2 separate regions of the Mus musculus genome follow, and region 2 is linked to region 1. The links are chromatin contacts, called in public HiChIP or PLAC-seq maps. All regions are on one chromosome and are shown on one strand. Each heading gives the region's core, a stretch centred on a gene start, on an enhancer-like site or on the middle of the called end of the contact. The rest is flanking DNA. Distances are from core to core; before and after follow the strand shown.

Evidence for each region. HiChIP or PLAC-seq counts read pairs in DNA pulled down with a chosen protein or histone mark.
Region 2: an H3K27ac HiChIP or PLAC-seq map of embryonic stem cells shows a contact between it and region 1, with 4 times the contacts expected there. The contact joins two enhancer-like sites. A contact is called at or near these places in 1 of 484 Hi-C or Micro-C datasets (bone marrow-derived macrophages) and 3 of 115 datasets of contacts at active chromatin or transcription factors (all in embryonic stem cells).

The regions. Positions count from the first base shown.
Region 1 is chr17:79,130,347-79,138,067 of GRCm38.p6, reverse strand. No RefSeq gene overlaps it. Among named protein-coding and RNA genes, the nearest start is that of Qpct, 82 kb to the right of the region's middle. Within about 2 kb of position 2,802, at least 39 of the 459 cell types and tissues checked have an H3K27ac peak or open chromatin away from gene starts, as enhancers often do. A contact at or near this core is called in embryonic stem cells, where this site is marked.
Region 2 is chr17:79,650,548-79,658,268 of GRCm38.p6, reverse strand. Rmdn2 (regulator of microtubule dynamics 2) reads right to left here. Exons shown (of 11, transcript NM_001368314.1): 4 at 6,468-6,570. Gm33006 (a long non-coding RNA gene) reads left to right here. Exons shown (of 4, transcript XR_876982.2): 2 at 2,564-2,709; 3 at 5,273-5,399; 4 at 5,523-5,732. Among named protein-coding and RNA genes, the nearest start is that of Gm33006, 13 kb to the left of the region's middle. Within about 2 kb of position 3,933, at least 10 of the 459 cell types and tissues checked have an H3K27ac peak or open chromatin away from gene starts, as enhancers often do. A contact at or near this core is called in embryonic stem cells, where this site is marked.

The DNA of each region.
Region 1 (7,721 bases), core at 1,553-4,052:
CCATCTTAACTCCTTCTAAATATCAGTTAAAAGTTATTTTTGTAGCTATATAGATAGCACAGCCCATAAAAAACAAGTTAGCAAGGCATACAATACCTTTTTAATCTACCCCAGCCCCTTCCAATCCAGCTTTACCTCCTTCTAAATCTTCCACCACCCACCGCTGTCCATCATCATCAACAACAACAACCCACATAACTCACCTCAAAAGGATTAAGAGGGATGATATTCTGAAGCCAAATATGAGTGACTGTGATCAGAGAAGTGGGCTAGACTAATTTCCATGTTCCAATGGGAAACAGTTCCATTAAGATTCTATAATAAATAGAATAAAGAAAGTCATGGATCAAACATCTTAAAACGCATTGGTGGAAACATTGGGTAGGTAAGTTAAAAACAAAACTCAAGATCTCTGCTATCAGCTTCTAATGACACTTTTAGCCTTTTGGATAGTGGGTCTAGCTATCTGTTCACATATTCCAAAGGATTTATCATGTGGTCTCAGAGGCTTTAGCTCTCATACAGAGGTCAATAAATGAGTTTGAAGAGCTCTGAAGATGGCCCAAGATCTGACTTTGGACTTGTAACATTCCGAACTCTCTATAATCTTTGGAAGTTTTAACCAATTAATTGGCCTTCATTGGAAGGTGCAGCTTCCTTTCAAAATAATAGTTACTTCCATTCATACTATCAACTCAAGTACCAGAAGCATGGGAGTGAGCGATGTGCCATCCATGTCTATGTATGCCAACACATTTCTGCATCACCTGTGAAGCCAGTTGCTTCATTTCTACCCTTTGTTCTGTCTTCAGCCCAGCATGAATAACACCTTTTTTGTATCTCCTAGGTTCCCATAGACAGTACTAGTAACCTACTCTGCTTTCCCTACTTGAAAGTAGACTCTGCAAGAAGGAAGCCAGTGTCTGATCCCTCTTCTCCCAGGAGTCTAGCAGCTACACTTGAAGACTGGGTAACATTTTCATAAGCTTTAATCTAAAGATTAGCCAGGTCTTACGGATACACTCTCAGCAGCTTTGTGATCTAATCTCTCATCCGTATTGATAGTTATCAAGGACTTGACTAATTCACTATCCTGTGATGCAATGAAGATAGGGGAAATTCAACAATATTAACTTCTTAATTCAGGTCACTGAATTAAAAGTTTAAGATGTCTGCAAGACAGAAGTACCCTATCAGACTTACATACCTGTCTCATTCATTTTTACATGTGTAACCTTCAAATCAATTATATAAACTGAAAAACATACAAATCTAAATGGAATTTTACTGGTTTTTAAAAAAACACTATTAAAGTAAATGAATGGATCTTTGTTTCCTCAGAAACTAGGTCAGTTGGCCACTAACACATAGAAAGTGGAAAAAAAGAGGCAGAAGTCAAAACTGGCTCAGACCACTCCTGAGTCACTTGCCTCTGGCAATGCTCTGTACATGTGTGCCAAAGTGCCACTGTCCTCATGAGGAGGAAGCAGCTGTACCTTCTCCTGCCAGATGGCCAGGGCAAAGTCCAAACTAAGAAAGCATCCATGACTTAGGGCACGCATCCCGGTGCCCTGACTGGAGTCTAGAGGACATTCATGAGAAAGGACACCTGGTAGGTAATAATTGCCAGCTGGAATCTTTTATTTCTCTTTTAATATTGACCTAGTACCAGTGTGCCTGGTCCCAAACCCACAGTAGGATATTGTGCCCTCCTGCTTGACAGCAAATGCATTCAAACCACACCTACACTTTAAAAAGTGAAATAAAAGGTTTTTCTTAAATTTATACTCCCATCAAGTTGTTTTTACTTTCCTTTACTACCAGATTTTAAAACTTTTTTTGCTCTGTCTCTGAATAAATTAAAGCTAAGGTTCACTTAAGTCATTATCCCAGGGATGGCATTTACAAAAGTTAACAACTGAAATATCATTAACCCAGATGGAATATGCACGGCCCGGAGTGGCAGCATCCAGGCAGAGGCAGTGAGGCTGTGCACGGGGCTCCAGTGAACATCGGTCCCTCGCCAGCTCTCCAGGGTTGATCAGTGAGGCATCCAGTCTAAGCCCAGGACATGAGTCAGAGCTTCCTGTTTCCCTGTTGCCTTACAGTTCTTGCCCCAAGTCTTCAACCCCTTGTTCTGGCTTAGAAAACCTAAGACAAGTCATCCTTACCCCCATGCTCCTGGCTTCCGCTGAAATCCAGGCTCCACCTCTCCCCTAAGAAATCTCAGACCACTCAACTACAGGGAGCTGTTGAAGCATATGTTCTAAAAAGATACATTGAAGACCTGACCCATGGACTTCCAAATGTAGCTCTGTCAGTAGGACAGTCGCATGTAACATAATGATGAGGCTATACTGTAATAGAAATAATTCTAATAGAAATGGTTCCTTCTAAGAAAAGAGAAACTGGGGTACACACATAATATGGTTCCAGAACAGAAGCAGGGACTAGTGCACAGCTCTAAGACCCAGAAAGCATGGGCTGCCAGAGCAGCGAGAGGAAAGAGAAGGCCTCCAACTCTTTAGCATTCAGAGGAAACAAGGCTCTGCCCAACCTTATAGTTGAGACTTTCAGCCTCCAGGCCTGCAAATGAACAGAATTCATTTGGATATCTCAGTTAATTTGCAAAACCCTTTACAATTGAATAAGAAAAGCAAGGCCTCTCTTCTTTCTTTCACAACTAGCTTCCTCCAGCTTCTAATGGTCCTTTGTTTTGCCCTCACAGAATCTCAGACTCTCAACCTAAAACACACCTCTTTTGTATTTTGAGATGCAAGTTAGACCTTGGGATGGGTGTAATGAGAAACATTCCCAAGGCATTTGAACACATGGTCCCCAGTTGGTGGTACTCTTCAGGGAGGCAGAGCCTTACTGAAGGAAGTCCAGGCATGTCACTAGACATGGCTTGGGGAGCTTACAGCCTCACCCCGTCTTCCTGTTCACTCTGTCTTCTACATGTGGGTGAAAATGTTGAAGCTAATTTCCCTGGTCCATCTGCCTGCTGCCATGCCTCCACTGACCTGATTGGTCCCCTTCCTGAATCATATGTAAAAAAAAAAAAAAAAAAAAAAAACTCTTCCTCCCATAATTCACTTTTGACTATGTTTCATCACAGCAACAAAAAGTAACTGGTACAGAGCTAAAAGGGAAAGCCTGGTTTTGTTTTGTTTTGTTTTGTTTAATTACAATGTAACACATTTGACAGCCCCATGTGATCCTCTTAGAAATGCATTGCACCATTCTTTAGAATACTTTACTTGAGGGAACAAGTCATAACAAGCCAAATGCTGTAATTCTTCTGTAGACATTCAACACTAATGTTTCTGGAGACATTTAGCTTTCTCTGACTTTTGTACATATTTCATTCAGCTATGCAACTGCATCATTTAGATGTATCCTAGACATAATTTTATAAAATTAAAAAAATTTTTTATCTAGTGGATGTATGTGAGTGGGTGGGTAAAAGTGGTATGTAATCTATAGATAATTACTACTAAAGGTTAGTTTGTACACTTATTCACAGCATGAGAGGTCTGAAAGTTTAATCTGCACATATAACCTATTCCAGTGATCTCGTTATTCCCACCAGGTGACAATAAGACCACTACCACAATTGATGAGCCAAATTTGAAGCAAGCTTCGTTAAGTACTGCCCAGGATGATGGACAGTTGGCCAGGTTCATACCCAGGATTCCCAGAGAATTATCACAAATTACAGTCTGGTGCTTATAAAGGCAAAACCCACAAGGCTATGTACTTCCCACTTTCGTCCAACCAGGGGCAAGCACACATCCTGACATACTTCCTGCCTACATACTACATGCATGATCTGTAAGACTCTAGTAAGCCTTTGCTTACGGGGACCCCATAATTGAACAACACGGAACCGTTGCAAAAAGCAAGAGAAATTTATTGTTCCAACACATTGGGATTGCCCTGCGCATGGAGAAAGAGAATGACCAGCTCGTCTGGGAAGCCTTTCTACAGTTCTCAAGGCAGCAGCCATTAGGCACAATGTGATTGGCAGAACAGCGTGACTTTTAAGCTGATTGGTGTTTAGGGAATGAGGTAGGTCAGGAAATGTGGCTGCGAGTTCCGTTCCGGGCCTCCCCTACCCTCCTGGGTCCCTCCTCCCTGTGGTCTGAGGAATGTAATGAGCCCCTCCGTTCCCCAACCCTCCTCAGTCCCTCCTCCCTGAGGTCTGAGGAATGTAATTAGCCCCTCCCTTCTGGAGGGGAGGAGGGCTGCCTATGTTCTTTATGACCTTTCTCTTCCAGGAGGGGATGGGTCCAGCGGAATTTTCTAAAGTTCCTGAGCTGACATCTTCAGATCAAGCACGTCCTGCGCACTTGGATCAGCTAACCTTGTTTATGGAAGTGAAAACACAAGGCTTGTTATCTTACATGGGCAACAGTCTTCAGCATTCCCGGAAGTTATCTACCCTTGGGTAAAAGAGCCTTTAGGCATTTTTGTTTTTATACATCTCTTAAGTACAATACCTAAAACTTAAAATATAACTTTAGCCCTCACAATCTCTAGGTTAATTTATTTGCTCTTGTATCAGCAAAAAAAGGTGCATGTTTTCATAACATGTAATTATAAAATATATGCATGTCTATTAAACATTAAAGTATACTAAGCTTAGAATTTTAATGAATGAAACTGAAACTAAAAGTGAATAATAACTCTTTTATTTTCACAAGAATCATTTTGAAAATCTCACTTTAGGTTCCATTAGCATATGTGATATTGAATGTTGATAAAGAATAAAATATTGAGTTACTTCAGCAGTTAGCCAGAATACTTGGAAGTATTCAAAAGCTATAATAGTATATAATACCATGTATATAACCCATGAAAGTAGAAGCAAAACCATATGGGGGACTAAAGGGCAGGGAGGAAGAAGAAAGTGGACATGTATGGTGGAATACTCTCAAAATACATAATAGACTTGTATGTACATGTCCTATATAACCCAATACCATGTGCATTGAATATGCACTAGGGACAACATATGCAATTAAAGATAAATAGCTTTTTTGTTGTTGATTCTTTTTTTATTAGATATATTCTTTATCTACATTTCAAATGCTATCCCGAAAGTTCCCTATACCCTCCCCTCACCCTGCTCCCCTACCCACCCACTCCCACTTCTTGGCCCTGGCAGTCCCCTGTACTGGGGCATATAAAGTTTGCAAGACCAAGGGGCCTCTCTTCCCAGTGATGGCCGACTAGGCCATCTTCTGCTATATATGCAGCTAGAGATATGAGCTCTGGGGGTACTGGTTAGTTCATATTGTTGTTCCACTATAGGGTTGCAGACCCCTTCAGCTCCTTGGGTGCTTTCTCTAGCATCTCCATTGGGGGCCCTTTGTTCCACCCTATAGATGACTGTGAGCATCCACTTCTGTATTTGACAGGCACTGGCAGAGCCTCATATGAGACAGCTATATCAGAGTCCCTTCAGCAAAATCTTGTTGGCATATGAAATAGTGTCTGGGTTTGGTGGCTGATTATGGGATGGATCCCCGGGTGGAGCAGTCTCTGGATGGTCCATCCTTGCATCTTAGCTCCAAACTTTGTCTCTGTGGGTATTTTGTTCCCTATTCTAAGGAAAAATGAAGTATCTACATGTTGGTCTTCTCTCTTCTTGATTTTCTTGTATTTTGCAAATTGTATCTTGGGTATTCTAAGTTTCTGGGCTAATATCCCCTCATCAGTGAGTGCATATCAAGTGACTTCTTTTGTGATTGGGTTACCTCACTAAGGATGATATCCTCCAGATACATCTATTTGCCCAAGAATTTCATAAATTCATTGTTTTTAATAGCTGAGTAGTACTCCATTGTGTAAATGTACCACATTTTCTGTATCCATTCCTCTGTTGAAGGACATATGGGTTCTCTTCAGCTTCTGGCTATTATAAATAAGGCTGCTATGAGCATAGTGGAGCGTGTGTTCTTATTACCAGTTGGAACTTCTGGGTATATGCCCAGGAGAAGTATTGTGGGATCTTCTGGTAGTACTATGTCCAATTTTCTGAGGAACCACCAAACTGACTTCCAGAGTGGTTGTACAAGCTTGCAATCCCACCAGCAATGGAAGAGTGTTACTCTTTCTCCACATCCTCACCAGCATCTGGTGTCACCTGAGTGTTTTATCTTAACCATTCTGACTGGTGTGAGGTGGAATCTCAGGGTTGTTTTGATTTGCATTACCCTGATGATTAACGAGGTTGAACATTTTTTCAGGTGCTTCTCAGCCATTTGCTATTCCTCAGTTGAGAATTAATTGTTTAGCTCTCTACCCCACTTTTAATGGGGTTATTTGAATTTCTGGAGTTTAGCTTCTTGAGCTCTTTGTATATATTGAATATTAGTCCCCCTATCAAATTTAGGATTGGTGAAAATCCTTTCGCAATCTGTTGGTGGCCTTTTTGTCTTATTGACAGTGTCTTTTGCCTTACAGAAGCTTTGTAATTTTATGAGGTCCCATTTGTCAATTCTTGATCTTACAGCACAAGCCATTGCTGTTCTATTCAGGAATTTTTCCCCTGTGCCCATATGTTTGAGGCTTTCCCCCACTTTCTCCTCTATTAATTTCAGTGTCTCTGGTTTTATGTGGAGGTCTTTGATCCACTTAGACTTAAGCTTTGTACAAGGAGATAAGAATGGATCAATTCCCATTCTTCTACATGATAACTGCCAGTTGTGCCAGTCCCACTTGTTGAAAATGCTGTCTTTTTTTTCACTGGATGGTTTTAGCTCCCTTGTCAAAGATCAAGTGACCATAGGTGTGTGGATTCATTTCTGGGTCTTCAGTTGTATTCCATTGATCTATCTGTCTGCAGTTTTTATCACAATTGCTCTGTAGTACAGCTTAATGTCAGGCATGGTGATTCCACCAGAGGTTCTTTTATTGTTGAGAATAGTTTTTCCTATCCTAGGTTTTTTTTATTATTCCAGATGAATTTGCAAATTGCTCTTTCTAACTCAGTGGAGAATTGAGTTGGAATTTTGATGGGGATTGCATTGGATCTGTAGATTGCTTTCGGAAGGATAGCCATTTTTAGTATATTAATCCTGCCAATCCATGAGCATGGGAGATCTTTCCATCTTCTGAGATCTTCAATTTCTTTCTTCAGAGACTTGAAGTTTTTATCATACAGATCTTTCACTTCCTTAGTTAGAGTCACACCAAGGTATTTTATATTATTTATGACTATTGTGAAGGATGTTGTTTCCCTAATTGCTTTCTCAGTCCGTTTATCCTTTGTGTAGAGAAAGGCCATTGATTTGTTTGAGTTAATTTTATATCCAGCTACTGCACTCAAGCTGTTTATCAGGTTTAGGAATTCTCTGGTGGAATTTTTAGGGTCACATATATACGATCATATCATCTGCAAATAGTGATATTTTGCTTCTTTCTTTCCAATTTGTGTCCCCTTGATCTCCCTTTGTTGTCAAATTGCTCTGGCTAGGACTTCAAGTCCTATATTCAATAGGTAGGGAGAAAATGGGCAGCCTTGTCTAGTCCCTGATTTTAGTGGGATTGCTTCCAGTTTCTCTCCATTTACTTTGATATTGGCTACTGGTTTACTGTATATTGTTTTTCTTATGTTTAGGTATCAGCCTTGAATTCCTGATCTTTCTAAGACTTTTATCGTGAATGGGTGTTGGATCTTGTCAAATGCTTTCTCAGCATCTAACGAGATGATC
Region 2 (7,721 bases), core at 2,684-5,183, 520 kb before region 1:
GACAGAACAAACATAATACTGTTAAGCTTACTAACTGTATTGCATGCTAATTATCAACTTGGCAACACAGAATACAAATGTGTTTTGTCAGAGGAGATAAATAAATCAAATGAACATACACGTCCTGGAGTCGATGTGATATTGTTTTAAATGTAAAAAGATACGGGATTAATGTCAATTGAGGTCTAAACGTGATACCCCATCATTTTATCCAACAGGACACACTGACAGACTGACTAGTTTAAACCGGCACAGACCGGGGCTTGCTACCCCTTTTGAGGAAGGGTGTCATGCTACCCTGAACATGTGGAAAGTATCTCCTCGGAAGACTCCCCCGGGAGGATTGACAGCAGCTCAGCCTAGTGTGAAATACACAACCCAGGCCAAGATCTCTGAGCAGGCACACTCTGCCTGAAAGCAGTTGAAATAGAGTTGAACACCGGGAAGAATGTTCAATTAAAAGAGGAAAATGGGAGGGATAGGTATAGCCACACAAAAGGTAACTTCCAAAGGACAGAGAAGGAGACAAAAACCAACATAAATGTTTTCAAGGGTACGAAGGTACTAAATAAATAAATCCATGCTTTGATTCCCATACGTGGGAAACAAAGACAGAGACAGATAGGTTCCTTGTGAGTTTGAGGTTAGTCTGATCTACGGAACGAATCTGAGTCACCCCAGGCTACACAGAGAAAACCTTTCTCAATAAGAAATAATAAATGTATGCCATTGTAGAGGAGGATATTTGGACTCCATACAATCTTGTTTTGAATTATCAAAATGAAAAGGGTTATATGCTCAGTGGCAATGGTGATGTTGCACATTTCTTTGTGAGAGGTCAAAATGGACAAAATGGAGTGGACCTGGATAAAAACAGGGCTGCTAGATTGGGTCCCTCTATACTAATGATGACTTCTAACTGTTAAACAAGAGATATGTTATATTGGAGAGAGATTTTGTATTTGTGTTAACATAAAAGGTGGGGAAAGGCTTTGGATTTCATCCAAACTGATAAAAATCAGACTTGAGAGTGGGAGACCTCCTGAAAATCTTGGCTGTAGAAAGAAAGAAGAAAATCAAAAGAACTAAATGAACCAGTAATGTACAATGCTAAGCCCTCTATTGAAACAACTCTGAGACTGACTTCAACTGGAACTTCAGCTTAGCTGGAATAGTGTTAAATCTTGCTGGCTACAGACTTTTCATGACTTATTATTACATACCATCCTTTCAGATGGCATGAATGGAATCTTATCTTACAGTTTGGTCATGTAATCAACTAGTTCAGAAAGAAAGACAGATGTCTGTCATCTCTCAGATGGAGAGTAGAAGGTCATCTTTGGCTAAACTATGCACCTTGCACATTCCATGAATTGTTGGTACTGAGCTATGTATTACTTATGAGGAATTATGTTTTCAGAAAATGACAATGGAGGAAACAGCACTAATGAGGTCAACCCTGGAGGATGCTGGGACAATTGATCCTGCCCCACATTGTGTGAGACTTGCTTTCTAAACAGCCTCAGGGAGGGCTGCTGACTCCAGAGGACCTTGGTTTGTCCAACCTTACAGACTGATCCAGCCAGGACTTCACTTGAGCCTGAACTTTCTCAGTGCATAGAGATTGGACAACACATGATGCCAGCTACTTTCTTTTGACTTAAACATTTTCCCAATTTCCTTTGCCCTTCCCCACCCACAAAAGAATTCTTTGCCTCAAGTCAGCAGGAAGTAATTTCAGGAGATCATGGCCCCATTTCGTTAGGATGGGGTGGGCAGTTTTGATCATTTTATGAGTTTTAGGTATATTGTCGTTTAAGGGGATGGTTACAAATAGTTATGGTCTTGGACAAAGGAAACAAAATACAGAGCTTAGACTCAGGGATTTCTAGCTTTCCTTTTCTCTATCCTTCTTTCTTTCTTAGATAAAGGGAAGTGGATTGAGAAGAAAAAGGGGGAAACAGAATTATCATATAGAAATAATAGAATAAAAGGGTAGATTACTGAATCTATTCTTCAACTTAGAGCTATTGCGATTCTCAAGTGAGGTTATTTTTGTTTACATTGATATGGATATGTTCAGATATTGATACAGACGTAAGGTTTTCAGTGTTGTAAGTCTTTGTATATTGATACAAAATTTAAGGTTAGTTTTGTTATAACATAAGGTATGTATGCTTCAACTCTTGTATATGTATTATGCCTATGCAATTCATTTAAAAATACAAGGTTTAATCCCAGTCCTTTTAATAGCTGCTACTGCAAACTGTTAGGGATGGTTGAGAAATGCAAGTTACTGGCCATGTGAGATACAAGTCTGGATTATCACAGAAATATGCATCCTGGGTTGATCAGACAATTAGATAACTAGAGGCAGGTATTGTTTCCCTGCCTCTAGTAAGTTGTCATGGCCATGTTGTTTAGATATGCTATGAATAGATAGATAGTTATCAAAAATCTCAGGTACCCGTAGAATATGTAATTTAAAATGTTTTTTTTATTAATTTAAGGTCCCTTTGACATTGAGACATGTCTGAGAGCACCTCATTTTTCATTTTCAAAGATGATGAGCATTGAAGAACCCCCATATGGAGTCGCTTCAATCACAGCAAAGAAAATTGCCTGAGTTCATCTGCAGGCAGAATGCTGCCCAAGAAGGACAGACACAAGGAACTCAACTGCCAAGCTCTTCTAAGACAGGATAAACAGGTCCATCATAATTCCTGTTTCACAAAAGGCCTGTCAGATTTTCTGGGCCAGAAGGCTGAAGACGATGCTCCAATGTTTTAGAAAATATTGGGGACTGTCCAGGCAGTCAACAGGCTCTGTCATTTCTATAATTTTTGGAAGCTGTGACCCTGCACTTCCTACATACTAAAGTAATATTTATTCCTTCTCAGGTCTCTGATGGGGTTGGAGACTAGATAGTCATAGTCTTAACATAAGTTTAAGATGTTTAGGATTTAAGAAGATGTACCTGGAGCTGAGACGAAAGGATGGACCATCTAGAGACTGCCATATCCAGGGATCCACCCCATAATCAGCTTCCAAACGCGGACACCATTGCACACACTAGCAAGATTTTATTGAAAGGACCCAGATGTAGCTGTCTCTTGCGAGACTATGCTGGGGCCTAGCAAACACAGAAGTGGATGCTCACAGTCAGCTATTGGATGGATCACAGGGCTCCCAATGGAGGAGCTAGAGAAAGTACCCAAGGAGCTAAAGGGATCTGCAACCCTATAGGTGGAACAACATTATGAACTAACCAGTACCCTGGAGCTCTTGTCTCTAGCTGCATATGTATCAAAAGATGGCCTAGTCTGCCATCACTGGAAAGAGAGGCCCATTGGTCACTCAAACTGTATATGCCCCAGTACAGGGGAATGCCAGGGCCAAAAAAAAATGGGAATGAGTGGGTAGGGAAATGGGGGGGGGAGGGTATGGGGGACTTTTGGGATAGCATTGGAAATGTAATTGAGGAAAATATGTAATAAAAAAAAGAATATTTAGATTCTCCTCCTTAAAAAAAAAAAAAAAAAAAAAAAGATGTACCAAGTCTAAGAAGATGATTTTAGGATGTTAATACAAATTAGGATAGAAAATGATTTAGATCTAAAACTCTAAACTCACCAAGATAGGACAGATGATAGAATCTAAATTGCCAAATATAAACAGATAGGCTTTTAAATTTAACTCTTTCCTAATAATTGTCATTATTGTTTTATAATTGTTCCACTCTAAGTTGTTTATTGTTATTTAGACAAAAGGGGGAAATGCGGAGGTTTGGTGAGTTGCTATGTATTGTAATGCTAAATTCTGAATCCCAAGGTCTAGCTGCCTCAAGATGACTGAATTCTCAGGTATGCAACCTTTTGTATTGCAAACCTTGCTTGTTAATTTAAAACCATTAGTTGATAAAGACGCCTATAGCTGGGCAGGAGAGGTGGGTGGGGCTTCAGTTCCTGGGATTGGGGTCTGAGGAGAGACCAGAGGAGAGGGTGAAGAGGAGGAAGGAGGAAGGCGCCATGGGGCAGGTGAGTCAAGAGTGCATGGCCTGTTGGAGCAGGAGCAGCAAAGGTGGGACATGGCAAGTGAAATCTTGAGGTTACTGACAGAGAAGTAAACAAACTAGCATAAGGGGTTGATAGATGCCCAGCTCTAATGCTTAAAGGCTTATTATAAATATAAAGATTTTGTGTGTGTGTGTGTGTTTTAATTTGGGAACTAAATGATCTAAGGTGAGGTAGAAGCCCCCAAATAATACTTACTGGAGAACTGAACTATGATGGTTAGTCATTGGTCCTTTATACAGTCATTTCTCTAGTGTGGCACTGTCACACTCACGGGTCCCTTCTTGCACCTCTCCTCACCCTTTCTTGCCACACTTCATTTTAGCACTGTTCCCAGAACACTAACATGGTGAGGTAATTTCTTAAGTGTACAATTAAAAGTGATCCTTTTTGCTTTACTTCAGTATTTGAATACATTCCTTCTGTATGAATGAAAATGGTGCCCTCTTCTTCTTGTGACATGGTAAATTTTCTTCTTAAGGATAAATCTCATTTTAACCCCATGCGGCACTCTGGCCGCTAGATCTCCATCCTGTTTTCCTATTTCTCTGTCTCATATATCAACTCATGTTCCAGCTTCATTCTGTCACTGTGACAAATAACCATGACCAAAAGGGACTGAGGAGGACTCATCATAGACTGTCATTGGGGAAAGTCACAGCAGAAACTCAAGCAGGGACTCAGGTGCAAGCCTGTTTGCCATTCCACACACTCCTTCTAAACAAAGAACTTACCCACAGCCAAGGAAGAGCAGCAGAAACCAAACCATGGAGGAATGCCACCTGACGGCTTGTTTGCAGGTCCATGCTTATCTACCTTTCTTCTTCAGTCTGGAACTATCTGCCCAGGGATTGGTCCCACCCACAGTGGGCTGGGCCCTCTTACATCAATTATCAACCAGGACAATCCCCACAGTCATGCTCACAAATCTGATCTAGTAAATCCCTCTGCTGAGATCCCTTCTCAGACAACTCTAAGTTTCATCAGGTTAATACTTAAAGCTGGAAGAACATCTCACTTGAGCTCTCGTTCAATTTAAAAACAGAGTCTAGAGAATTTTACCTGTGGGAACTGTTATCTCCATAAGAAGATTTCCCTACATGAACCTCTAGCTCCTGCTATCGACTCCTCATTTTCTTTATACAAACTTAACACCCTGTAGTCTGAAAACAACTCCCCATTTCTATTTGTCCCTTTAGATATTATTATAGAAATGCATCACCTTCCCAACAAACTCAGAGGCTTCCCTCCTGTATTTTGTGCTCTTGGTCCCGTCTGCTAACAGAAGACGCAAGAGGAGTGCTCGAGAAAGATACATTACTGCTGGTGAGTGTCAAACACATTGCACATCAATATGGTTTAATTCCTCCCACCCCAGCAGATATGAATATAAATCCTTTCAGGCTCTGGTTGAAACTTTCTTTTTCTTGAAATTAATCTCTTTTCTAGAGCTCCCCCATGGATAGTGCCTTATAGTTGGATTGCTACAGAAAACTGCTTTCCAGAAAGGAAATAGTTAAGTGGAGAGGACACTTAGCAAGGGAATCTCCAGAAGACTACCAAAGACTACTGCAGATTCTAACCATTTGTCCTTCTTGGAAATAAAGATGCCAGACTAGAGTGGGAGGAGTTCTTATTTGCTATTTCCTTCTTTTTTCTTTTTTTTTGGGGGGGGGTTGGTTTTTTTTGGTTTTTGAGACAGAGTTTCTCTGTATAGCCTATACTATCATGGAAAAGCTGGGAAAAGAGAAAGCTTTGGAAGAAAGGAGAATAAAACCTGAGGCTCAGAGAGATGGACATACAGGAGCGTTGACAAGAAAGCATTCTGACATCCAATGAAACATAAACACAACAACCAACAGCAATAATTTGACAGTCTCCTTGGTTTTTATTGTGATGGTGGAAAATTTCAAATGTATGCAAAATGTATACATGGCAGTTTAAGGTATTGCCTTTTGGAAATCCCTGACAATCGAGAGGTTATTTTTATGTGTTCCTGGCCTACCATGCCATAGGAAGTGAGTTGTGAGTGTAACTGATAGTACAGCTGGAGGCCACAACACTCCGTGGCTTATTGTTGCACCTCAAATGCTAGCACAGGTGTTTTAGCTTCCTGTGATATCATAAACTCAAAAAGTGAAATCAGGGCTTTGTTTTGTTTTGTTTCTCCAGTTCCCTGCTTTAATATTATTAGCTCAGTTGCTTTAAAGGAACATACACTTTAGTCCCAGAAGACCATTTTGTTCTGAGGCTGTGTACAGTTTTTCATTATCAGAGTATATTGAAATGGATTGAGTCTTTAACTTAGATGATTTTGCTTGTATTAAACCCACTGATGGCTGATTGTGGAGAACAATGCCACCTGAGAACACCCAGTGCTGACGAATTACTTACCAATATTAGCATAATGCTTCTTTTCTTGTGTACTTGTGGATAGATCATACATGTCTCCATAGGCTCGGGCCAGGCGCCACAGAAACTCAGTTTCTTCACTAAACTGGAAAGAGAGCATTGCACACTAGATTAATGCAGTCATTTGTCCAGGCTGACCATAATTGCTTTCATTGTACCTTAAAAAATTTAGGCAAGTACAATGGTATTTATAGATGACTGAATTTATACTATAGATATTTAACATTTTAAATCCAAATATTTATGGCTAAGAAATATGGCCAAATATAGTGTTACATTTGGATCTTAAATCATTTAATATTATACAGATATAATTACATATTCCCCCTGGACCAGGTATCCTCTCCTATTATCCTTTGTAAGTTATCTACTATCAGCATAATAAATAGCTTACTGAGCATTAAGTAGTGTCTGTAAATTGAAGTACATATACTCAAAGAGACATTACAATTTTTACCTAAATGATTCAATTATAATTGTAGATACTTTAAAAGTTTTAAAAACTTTTATTGACAGATAATCCTTGCATATCTTCATAGGCTATAGTCTGATTTTTAGGATATTTGTATATCATGTGTTGATCAGCTTGGGTTCACAGGTTTTACACAGTGTATTGAAGTTGCTAAACCTTCTTTTGGCCAAGGTTAGGCTTATATTGCTTATGGGCAAAAAAGACACTTTATATCTCCCCGAGCTCTCATGAGCCCTTATATCCTTTCTTTCAGTAGTGATAGTGAGACTAATGAACTCAAGTCCAATATTAAACACTGCAGAATGACTACTGATAGAAATAGCTTTAGATACTAATACTACATTGAAAGCAACACAGGAAACGTAGCCTGGTGTGGTGGCACATGCCTTTAATCCCAGCACCTGGGAGACAGAGGAGGACGGAACTCTGTGGGTCAGCTGGTCCACAGATCGGGTCCTAGGACAGCCAGGACACATAAGAGAAATCCTGTCTTAAAAAACAAAAACAAAAGAAAACCTAAAAAGCCTCTTATTCTTTCCAGAGAAAACATTATGCCTAGGTATAATGTTTTATTCTTCATGTTACAAAACACATATTAAGTATCCAAGTTAACAAAATCAGAGTAAATCTGTATCAGGTTGGTTTCTATTTTGGGGACCTTAGATAAACCCAATTAACTCAAATGCAATTTTAATCAGTTACTCATTTTATAAAAGTGCATCCTTATTCTCTCCCTATGAATTGCAACACAGTGCTGTAGTTTC